Regions from separate parts of the Sus scrofa genome. Here regions 1 and 3 are each linked to region 2. Evidence: chromatin contacts called from public Hi-C and promoter capture Hi-C data. All regions are on one chromosome and are shown on one strand. The core of a region is the stretch at or near the end of the contact, and the rest is flanking DNA. Distances in the headings are between cores, read along the strand shown. Region 1 holds the start of DEXI (dexamethasone-induced protein). Region 2 holds the start of NUBP1 (nucleotide binding protein 1). Region 3 has its middle 47 kb from the start of EMP2.

Evidence for each region. Promoter capture Hi-C pulls out the DNA fragments that hold promoters and counts their contacts. Hi-C and Micro-C count contacts between places; a contact is called where the count stands out from the background.
Region 1: a promoter capture Hi-C map of liver shows a contact between it and region 2, with 7 times the contacts expected there. A contact is called at or near these places in 4 of 5 promoter capture datasets (fetal liver, fetal skeletal muscle, liver and 1 more), 8 of 47 Hi-C or Micro-C datasets (embryonic fibroblasts, fetal skeletal muscle, liver and 3 more) and 2 of 2 datasets of targeted methods (alveolar macrophages and skeletal muscle).
Region 3: a contact with region 2 is called in a Hi-C map of liver, with 4 times the contacts expected there. A contact is called at or near these places in 5 of 5 promoter capture datasets (fetal liver, fetal skeletal muscle, liver and 1 more), 35 of 47 Hi-C or Micro-C datasets (adipocytes, adipose tissue, alveolar macrophages and 18 more) and 1 of 2 datasets of targeted methods (skeletal muscle).

What each region holds. Positions count from the first base shown.
Region 1 is chr3:32,158,863-32,161,562 of Sscrofa11.1, forward strand. DEXI (dexamethasone-induced protein) reads left to right here and starts at 1,360. Exons shown (of 2, transcript XM_003124598.4): 1 at 1,360-2,313. The coding sequence starts at 1,880. The coding sequence ends at 2,167.
Region 2 is chr3:32,330,440-32,333,139 of Sscrofa11.1, forward strand. NUBP1 (nucleotide binding protein 1) reads right to left here and starts at 1,363. Exons shown (of 11, transcript NM_001243382.1): 1 at 1,308-1,363; 2 at 1,119-1,223. The coding sequence starts at 1,326.
Region 3 is chr3:32,496,437-32,499,136 of Sscrofa11.1, forward strand. No RefSeq gene overlaps it. Among named protein-coding and RNA genes, the nearest start is that of EMP2, 47 kb to the left of the region's middle.

The DNA of each region.
Region 1 (2,700 bases), core at 110-2,609, 170 kb before region 2:
TTATCCTCACAACTTTTCTTTTTCTACTAAAATTAAAAAATAAATATTGAAAGGCCTTCAAGCAACAATGTACCAAAATTGAACGTCCTGTACTTTCAGAGTTCTCTGGTCTTCACCCAAAATCCATACCATTTCCAAAACAACCACGTTTTTAAAAATAAGGAAATACCCAGCTTCCTACACCAGCCAAGATGTATCTACATTTCTCTTCTGGATTAGGAGGGAGAAATTTTGTGGAGGCAATTTTTTTCCTATGTATTCATTTCTACACCTCATAGTTATCAAAGGTCTACTGTGTCGCTTAGGACAGAATTGGACTAAGAAGCCAATGTTCTCCCCAATGCCTAGCACAAAGTTTGGCACATAATAGGTGTTCAACAAGTGTTGGCAGAGTGAATAAATGAATGACAGTTTGTTTCATTTTCACCAGTTGGAGGATTAATGGTTTGCTCTGCAGTTCACCTAAAGGAGCAAGAGACAGTCATGGAGAAAATAGGGCAGGTTCTGTCCTCCAAACACCCACAGGCCCAGAAGCTTCCAGAGTCCTTCTGTTTCTCAGTTTTCTCGTCTGTAGAAAGGGATGACATACTACACTTCCCCATCTGGCTGCAATTAAGCAATGCATGTAAAGCACCCAGCTCAGTGTGGCCTGCTTAACTGCTTTGGAGGGTGCTTTGGGCAAGATCAGTTGCTTGGTGGATGTACAGGTGTTGCCCCTGAGGAGGGGAATCAGAGGGAAATTACTTTTCTGTGTATTTCTTGGTTAAAACCACGTGCATTATTACTGCTTTAAAACAAGTTTCTCAAAGTAAAAACAAGAAGCAATTCTCCTGCTGCAGACCTGACCTGCCTTATTACGCAGATTCCCCCCACTCCCATCCCGCCCCGTACCGCGGGGCTGGACCTTCCAGCAGCCAGAATTTGGAGAGATGAAGGGGACTGGTCGATCTTCCCCACCGAGGACAATTTGCCACTTCAGGGAAATCCAAAATTTTCACTGGTAAGGTCCACCGCCCCGACCCTGCCTCTTTTTTCAACTGGTAAATTGACTCCCAAAAAGGCTTGGCGCCAATACTCAAATCCAGCAGGTGCTAATGAAACCAAGGTTTCCCTCAGTTTTGGTAGCCTTAGGATACGTCTAGGTTTGAAATGTGTTCTAACTCTTTCCCTTCCCCCTACTCCGTCGCGGATTCACTGAGAAAATTGTATTCCAGATCTGCTCTGAGTCCGGAACTAGGAAAGAAACTCAGCAGCCAGCACCTCGAGGGGCGGAGCGCGGAGGTACCCGCCCATCTGACGGCTCGGGCCAATCAGTGTTGGCTTTGAGGTTACCAATCAGCGCAGGCTGGGGCGGCGGGCCAATCAGCGCGGGGCTGCTCCGGAGGCGGTGCTCGGAATGCGACCAGGAGAGCGACGCGGCGGCCGCAGCTATGGGCGCTGGGCCTTCGGGGGCGCGGAGAGGGCTCGAGGAACGGCTGGGCGCGGCTGAAGAGACCGCCGCCGGGACTGGCCCTTGAGATGACCCGCGGCGAGGGTCCCCGCAGGCGCTGCGAGGGCCCGTGAGCGCGAGCGGGACACATCGGAGGAGCCGGGCAGCCGCCGGCTACTTCAGGGGGATCCGCCTGACCGCTGGGCAGATCTACAGGGCCGTGTGGGCACCTCTGGGGGTGGGGTGACCCGCCTGGCACGTTTCGGGGGCCCGGGTGCGTCTGCAGGGGCCAACGCACATCCCCCGGGGCACCGCCGGGGCCCAGCGCCGCCTCGGCCAGCCCCGGGGCGGCCCTGGATGGCTGAGCTGCCCGCTCGCCGGCTGGCCGGGCGCCGCAGCGGCTGAGCTCGCTGAGATCGCCGGGCTGCTGCCGCCCTCGCCGCCCCCTGCATGCCCGGCGCCCGGGTCGCGGCCCACCTGGACGCGCTGGGCCCCCTGGTCCCCTCCGTGCCGCCGCCGCTGCTACCCTCTATGTTCTACGTGGGCCTTTTTTTCGTCAATGTGCTGATCCTATACTACGCCTTTCTCATGGAGTACATCGTCCTTAACGTGGGCCTAGTCTTCCTGCCCGAGGACATGGACCAGGCGCTCGTGGACCTCGGCGTGCTCTCTGACCCCGGCTCGGGCCTCTACGATGCCGATTCGGAGCTCGACGTCTTCGATGGTTACTTGGAGTAGGCTTGGCTGCTGTCCCCCGCTCCCCCTACGACCCGCAACCCTCGACCTGGACCAGCGCCTAGATCATGCTGCCGCTGCTGGTTGAGGGCACCGTCAGGCCAGGGATGGGACCCCCAGGACGAGGCCCTCTCCGGCCTCCAAGGCCTGTAAGTGCCCTCTCTGCGCAGGATGAGGGCGGGTTGGGGCGCTGGCTAGGAAGAGGGAGGCATCCCAAGCCGGACACACAACCCTACCCCAGACTTTTGATTCCTCCATCCACTTCCCCTAGGTCTGTTTGGATGCCAGGAATGGCTGGACTCTTTTGAGACTCTTAGGGCAGGAAAGCTTCCCCTTAGCAAGGCTTACAGCTGGTGAAGAAGGGAAGGGAGGCAGGACCTAAGTGGCATCTTGGTTAGCCATAGTACCAAGTGCCAAAACTTGTGGGAAAAGCCTTTGCACCCAAATCCATTTAAGGCAGACCTGTCAACTCCTCCCCCCATCCTTAACCTGTCTTGATGGTGACCTTGGCTTTGGGGGAATTCCCACTAGTCCTG
Region 2 (2,700 bases), core at 113-2,612:
CATTTACTATGCTTTCATTATCTCATCCCATTTCAAATCCTAAACACAATGCTTGATTTTTTCTTTCTTTTTTTTTTTTTGTCCTTTTTAGGGCCCCACCCGTGACATATGCAAGTTCCCAGGCTAGGGGTCGAATTGGAGATGCAGCTGCCAGCCTGCACCACAGCCACATCAACTCGGGATCCAAGCCATGTCTGCGACAGACACCTCAGCTCATGGCAACGCCAGGTCCGCAACCAACTGAGCAAGGTCAGGGAACAAACCAGCGTCCTCATGGATACTAGTCGGATTTGTTTCCGATGAGCCATGACAGAAACTCCTATTTTTTTCTCCATTTTTGATGAGGGAATGGAGGCTCAAAAAGGTTAAGACTGTTGCACAGTCACACTATGTGCAGTGGTCCCAAGAATCAAACCCGCGTCTCTCTTTGAATTCCTTCAAAATTCTTCCCCTAGCCTGCTTTTTAAGATCTCAGTAGGCTCTCACTCTTCAGTTTCTCTTTCGCAGTATTTACTACTGTGCTGATGTGGTTACTGTGGGTCTCCCCTATTAAACACACTTTCCCTAGTGATCTCATCTACCTCTTTCACAACTGATTCCCCAGCATGGAGCACCGCGCCTTCAAGTGATTGACACGTACTTTTGTTGAATTAATGGAAGAATCGCTCCTCAAAAGAAGGAAAAGTTTGTCCAAAGAGAGCAGCTGGTGAAGCTAAGATTTAAGCCCTAACTACCCAACTTCAATCACTCCCGGTTCCTTGGGGTGACCGCCTCCTCCCGACCACTTCTAGTTACTGTCACTCAAACCTCTGGCCCCACCCACCCCTCACCGGCAGCCCTGCTAAAACCCCTCTGGATTCCACCCAGACAAGGTATCAGAAGCCATCCGCCCAATGTTCCCCGCCTTTAAAGTGCCCCGCCCCTCTGGGTCTCGCTCCTGTCACTCATTCCTAAAGCCCCGCCCCTTACTCTGAAGACGCTTCCTCGTTTCGCCTCCCTGGGCCCTGCCCCTGTCACTCAACCTTCAGGTCCCCAACCCATAACCACCCCCACCCACACGCCCCGCCTCTTCCGGGACAGCGATGTCCCCTTCCTGTTCAAGTCGCGCCCTTGCTTACCCGGGTCCGGCGCGGCACCAGCTCCAGAAGCGCATAGCCGCTGGTTCGGACACCCCTGACATGAAGCCCCTCGACCCGCCTGGGCACTGCCGGTCCCGGGACAGTCTGCACGGAGAAAAGATCACCATTCAAGTGGCTCCTGTCTTGTCAGTCCCGCCACTCCCCCAACCCCCGCTTCCGCGCGCTCACCGTGCGGTACCTCCTCCATTCTGCTGCTTTGGACGCCTCTGCGGTCACCGGAAACTGCCGTTGCGTATTTCCGCCTCGAGGCGCCCAATCTGATCCTCCAGCTGCGCGAAATAAATCTCAGCGAGAGGGCGTGTGTACCGCAAATCCTGTGGTCGGGAGCTTGAGGCGTTTCTGTTCCTTTTAAAATTGAGCTGCAGAGATCTATCCCAAGCACTTTAGTAGGTATCTCCTAGGAACAAAGGCGTTATCCTACATGACATCGGTGCCATTTTCATACCCGAGAGATTTGACATTGCTGCAAAATTGTTGGCACACTATTCATTTACTCGGCTGTTCCAAATAGGGCTCCACCCCCAAGTCGCACTTTATCTTTTGTTCGCTCCAATTTCTTTTGAAGAGCCCGCCGCCTCCGCCTCCTCCCACTCCCACTCCCCCGTTAGATTCAGGTTAAAGTTTTTAGCAGAATGTTCTTACCTTTGTATCACAGCAGAAGCACATAATGCCAATCAGTGGACGTCGTTATTGGTGATGTGAGGGCTTGATCACTTGATCAAGATGGTGTGTGTCCTCTTTCTCCAGGGAATGGTACCGTTTTCCATTTGTAATTAATAGAGACTCTCTGGGGGTGATCCATTAAGATCATGTGAATATCCTGTTCTCAATCAACCTTTCACTCAATGGTTTTAGCATCATTCTTACCTGGATGGGTTACATAGGTGTTTGCAAAATTGTGCTTTTTCTCAGTTCTGTCATTATCTATTATCTGAGTTAATTAACTGCCATTCCTCAGTAAATAAGAGATTCCTCCCCGCCCTTTTTGAGACTCACGGACCTTTAAAATATTCTATATTTAATACATTATTCTCTCTGGTCAATTTCTTACTCCCCTCCGTCAGTTTAGCCCGTGAAGCCTAGTCAAGCCAGGTCCTGTGTTACGGACACTAATCCAACATCTTTGTGCTTGTTCTTTCCAACACAGTAAGACTGTGCAGGTTCCCCTTCTATTTGCTCCAGCTATTGCTCCAAGGACCCCCTCGTTGCTTTTCCTGGAGAATGGTGTTTATTTTTTGTCTTGTTAGGGCTGCACACCCAGCACATGGAGGTTCCCGGGCTGCAGGTCGAATTGGAGCTGAAGCTGAGGGCACCAGAGCCATAGCAATGCCAGATCTGAGCCGTGTCTGTGACCTACACCACAGCTCACGGCAACACCGGATCCAAGAATGGTGTTTAGAAATCAAAATGTGGATACTCAGTGTGCTCATTACTACTGGCGTGTCACTGCTTACAGGTTTGGGACAAATTTTAAAGAGTGAACAAACGTCCTCCTGCCTCAGGCATTAAGGATATAGAAACTCATTTTATTTTTTGGCTGCACCTGTGGAAGTTCCTGGGC
Region 3 (2,700 bases), core at 100-2,599, 170 kb after region 2:
AAACCTCATAGATACTAGTCGGGCTCATTACCGATGAGCCACAATGGGAACTCCTGGATTGTTTTTTATTATTATTATTTTTAATTTTTTTGTCTTTTTGCCTTTTCTAGGGCTGCTCCTGCGGCATATGGAGGTTCCCAGGCTAGGGGTCTAATCGGAGCTGTAGCTGCCAGCCTACACCAGAGCCACAGCAATGCAGGATCCAAGCTGTCTACGACCTACCCCACAGTTCACGGCAAGGCCGGATCCTTAACCCACTGAGAGAGGCCAGGGATCAAACCCGCAACCTCATGGTTCCTAGACGGATTCGTTAACCACTGAGCCATGATGGAACTCCTGGATTGCTTTTTTAAACAACAAACATTTATTGTCACACAAATGTTGACACTCAGGAATCCAGTGACAGAGTAGCTGGGTGGTGTTTGCTTTCCTGTCTTATAGAAAGTGGACCTCATCTTTGAACCTGAGAATTCCTGCCTCCCAGCCCTTGACCCAAGCTATGTCCCCAGGCTGGTCCTCTGCCTGGAAGGTCTCTTTCTGAATCCCATGTATCCTCTCTTCTGCTCAGCTTTTTGCCTCCGCAACATGGATCTTTAGTCTAGAGCCAGGTGGAGCAAACTACTGGCTTGCTGGCCAAAGTCTTGCCTTTTTTGTGGCCCTCAAGCCAAGAGTGCTTTTTCAGTCTTAACATTATAAGAAAGGCAGAGAAGAATATGCCGCAAAGACCTAATGTGGCCTGTAACACCTAAAATACTTACAATTTTACTTTACAAATAAAGTTTACCAGCCTCTGGCTAGAACTGGACTTGCCTGTCCCTGTAAATCTCCAGACCATTAGATGCTCCACCAGTTTAGATTACAAGCCTCGGGCAGAAAGAACCTCAGTAAAGCCATGCTATCTTCCATTTTGGTCATTAAATGAACCATCCTGGCCAGTGATCGACTTCTTGTAGCGGCTTACTGAAGCCTCTGTGAAGGTGAACCTGGCAACATCCTGATGTGTTTCTACAAGTTTTTCTGAAACTGAGAACATTCACTGGTCACTGGCTGGTACGGATTAGGGAAGAGTTTAAACCAGGGTTAAACCGCGGTCCATGTCCAGCCCACCACTGGATTTTGTAAACGAAGTTTTACTGGCCTGCAGCCACCTGCTAATTTGCATATTGCTCAAGGCTGCTTTCAAAGTCAGGGTTGAGTTGCCGAAAAAGAGACCATACGGACCCACATGTGAAACATTTACTAGCTGGCCTTTTACAGAACGTTTGCCAAACCTTGGTGTAAACCAAATGTTTTGCAATAGCAAAGCCAGGGCCCCTGCTTCCCAGGCTGGAACCGCAGATCCCGGCTGCCCTCTGTGCTGCCACCTGTGCCTGTGGCTTGTAGCACCCAAATGTAGTGTCAGTCAGGGTCCTTAGCTGCAAGCAACAGTGTCTCTGGCTAATGTACACAGAAAAGGAATTTATTAAAAGGAAATCAGGTCACTACCCCCAGCCCCACCCCCATTGCCTCATATTTCTTCTCAGAACACTCTTTGGTAAGGAAACCACACAAGGTGGTGGCACTTATACCAAGGACTTGATCTGTATCCGTGCCACCCATATGTCTTTAAAGTTTTTTAATTTAAAATTTTATTTTTTGTTTTTGGCAGCACCCTAGACCTGTGGAAGTTCCCAGGCCAGGGATCGAACCCGAGCCACAGCAGTGATAATGCTGGTTCCTTAACCCTCCGAGCTACCAGGGAATTCCTACCCCTACAGCTTTAGATTCAAAGCCAGGCACAGTGCATCTGATTGATGATGTCTGGGTCACATGACCTTGGCCTCACTGCAAGGGAGGCTGGGAGATGATTAGCAGGCATTGTCAGTATTGTTCGTTTTGTTTTGTTTTGATCTTTTTAGGGCCGCTCCCGCGGCATGTGGAGGTTCCCAGGCTAGGGGTCTAATCGGAGCTGTAGCCACCTGCCTATGCCAGAGCCACAGCAATGAGGGATCCGAGCCGCATCTGCGACCTACACCACAGCTCACGGCAAGGCCGGATCCTTAACCCACTGAGTGAGGGATCAAACCCGCATCCTCATGGATTCTAGTCGGGCTTGTTAACTGCTGCACCACGATGGGAACTCCAGTATTGTCTGTTTTTACAGTAGGAGGTAAGTTTTGCAAACCAACCAGAGACTCAGAAGGAAGGGAATTCTCCAGACAAAGGGAGGACCTTCAGATACTGGGCTGTCAAATACCTGCTAAATCCCATCAGAAGCCCAGTTCTCTATCTACCTACGGCTAAGCCAGTGTATCCTAAGCTTTATGGCCCATACCTCGTCTACACGCTTTTTGCTGGTAGGTGTGTACATCCTGCACTATTCACTGAACATTTTTCCTTAAATCTACTTTTTTTTTAATATAAATGCATTCATTCAAAAGAAAAAATAAATACAATTTATTTCAAACTACAAATTTATAAAGTAAATTGAAGATCAACATTTTTTGTCATAAGTGACCCAGTTAAAAACTAGATATGATTAAAAATAAGAATGTTATTAAATGCATATTTCAAATGGTTGTTTGCAGGAGGTTTTGAGCCCTAGGACTGCTCTTTCCTAACTAAGAAAGGTTAACAACAGATACATAGGTGTTAAAAAATGATCGGGGGCAGGGGGAGAAGAAATGGATGGAGTTCCCTGGTGGTCCAGTGGTTAGGATT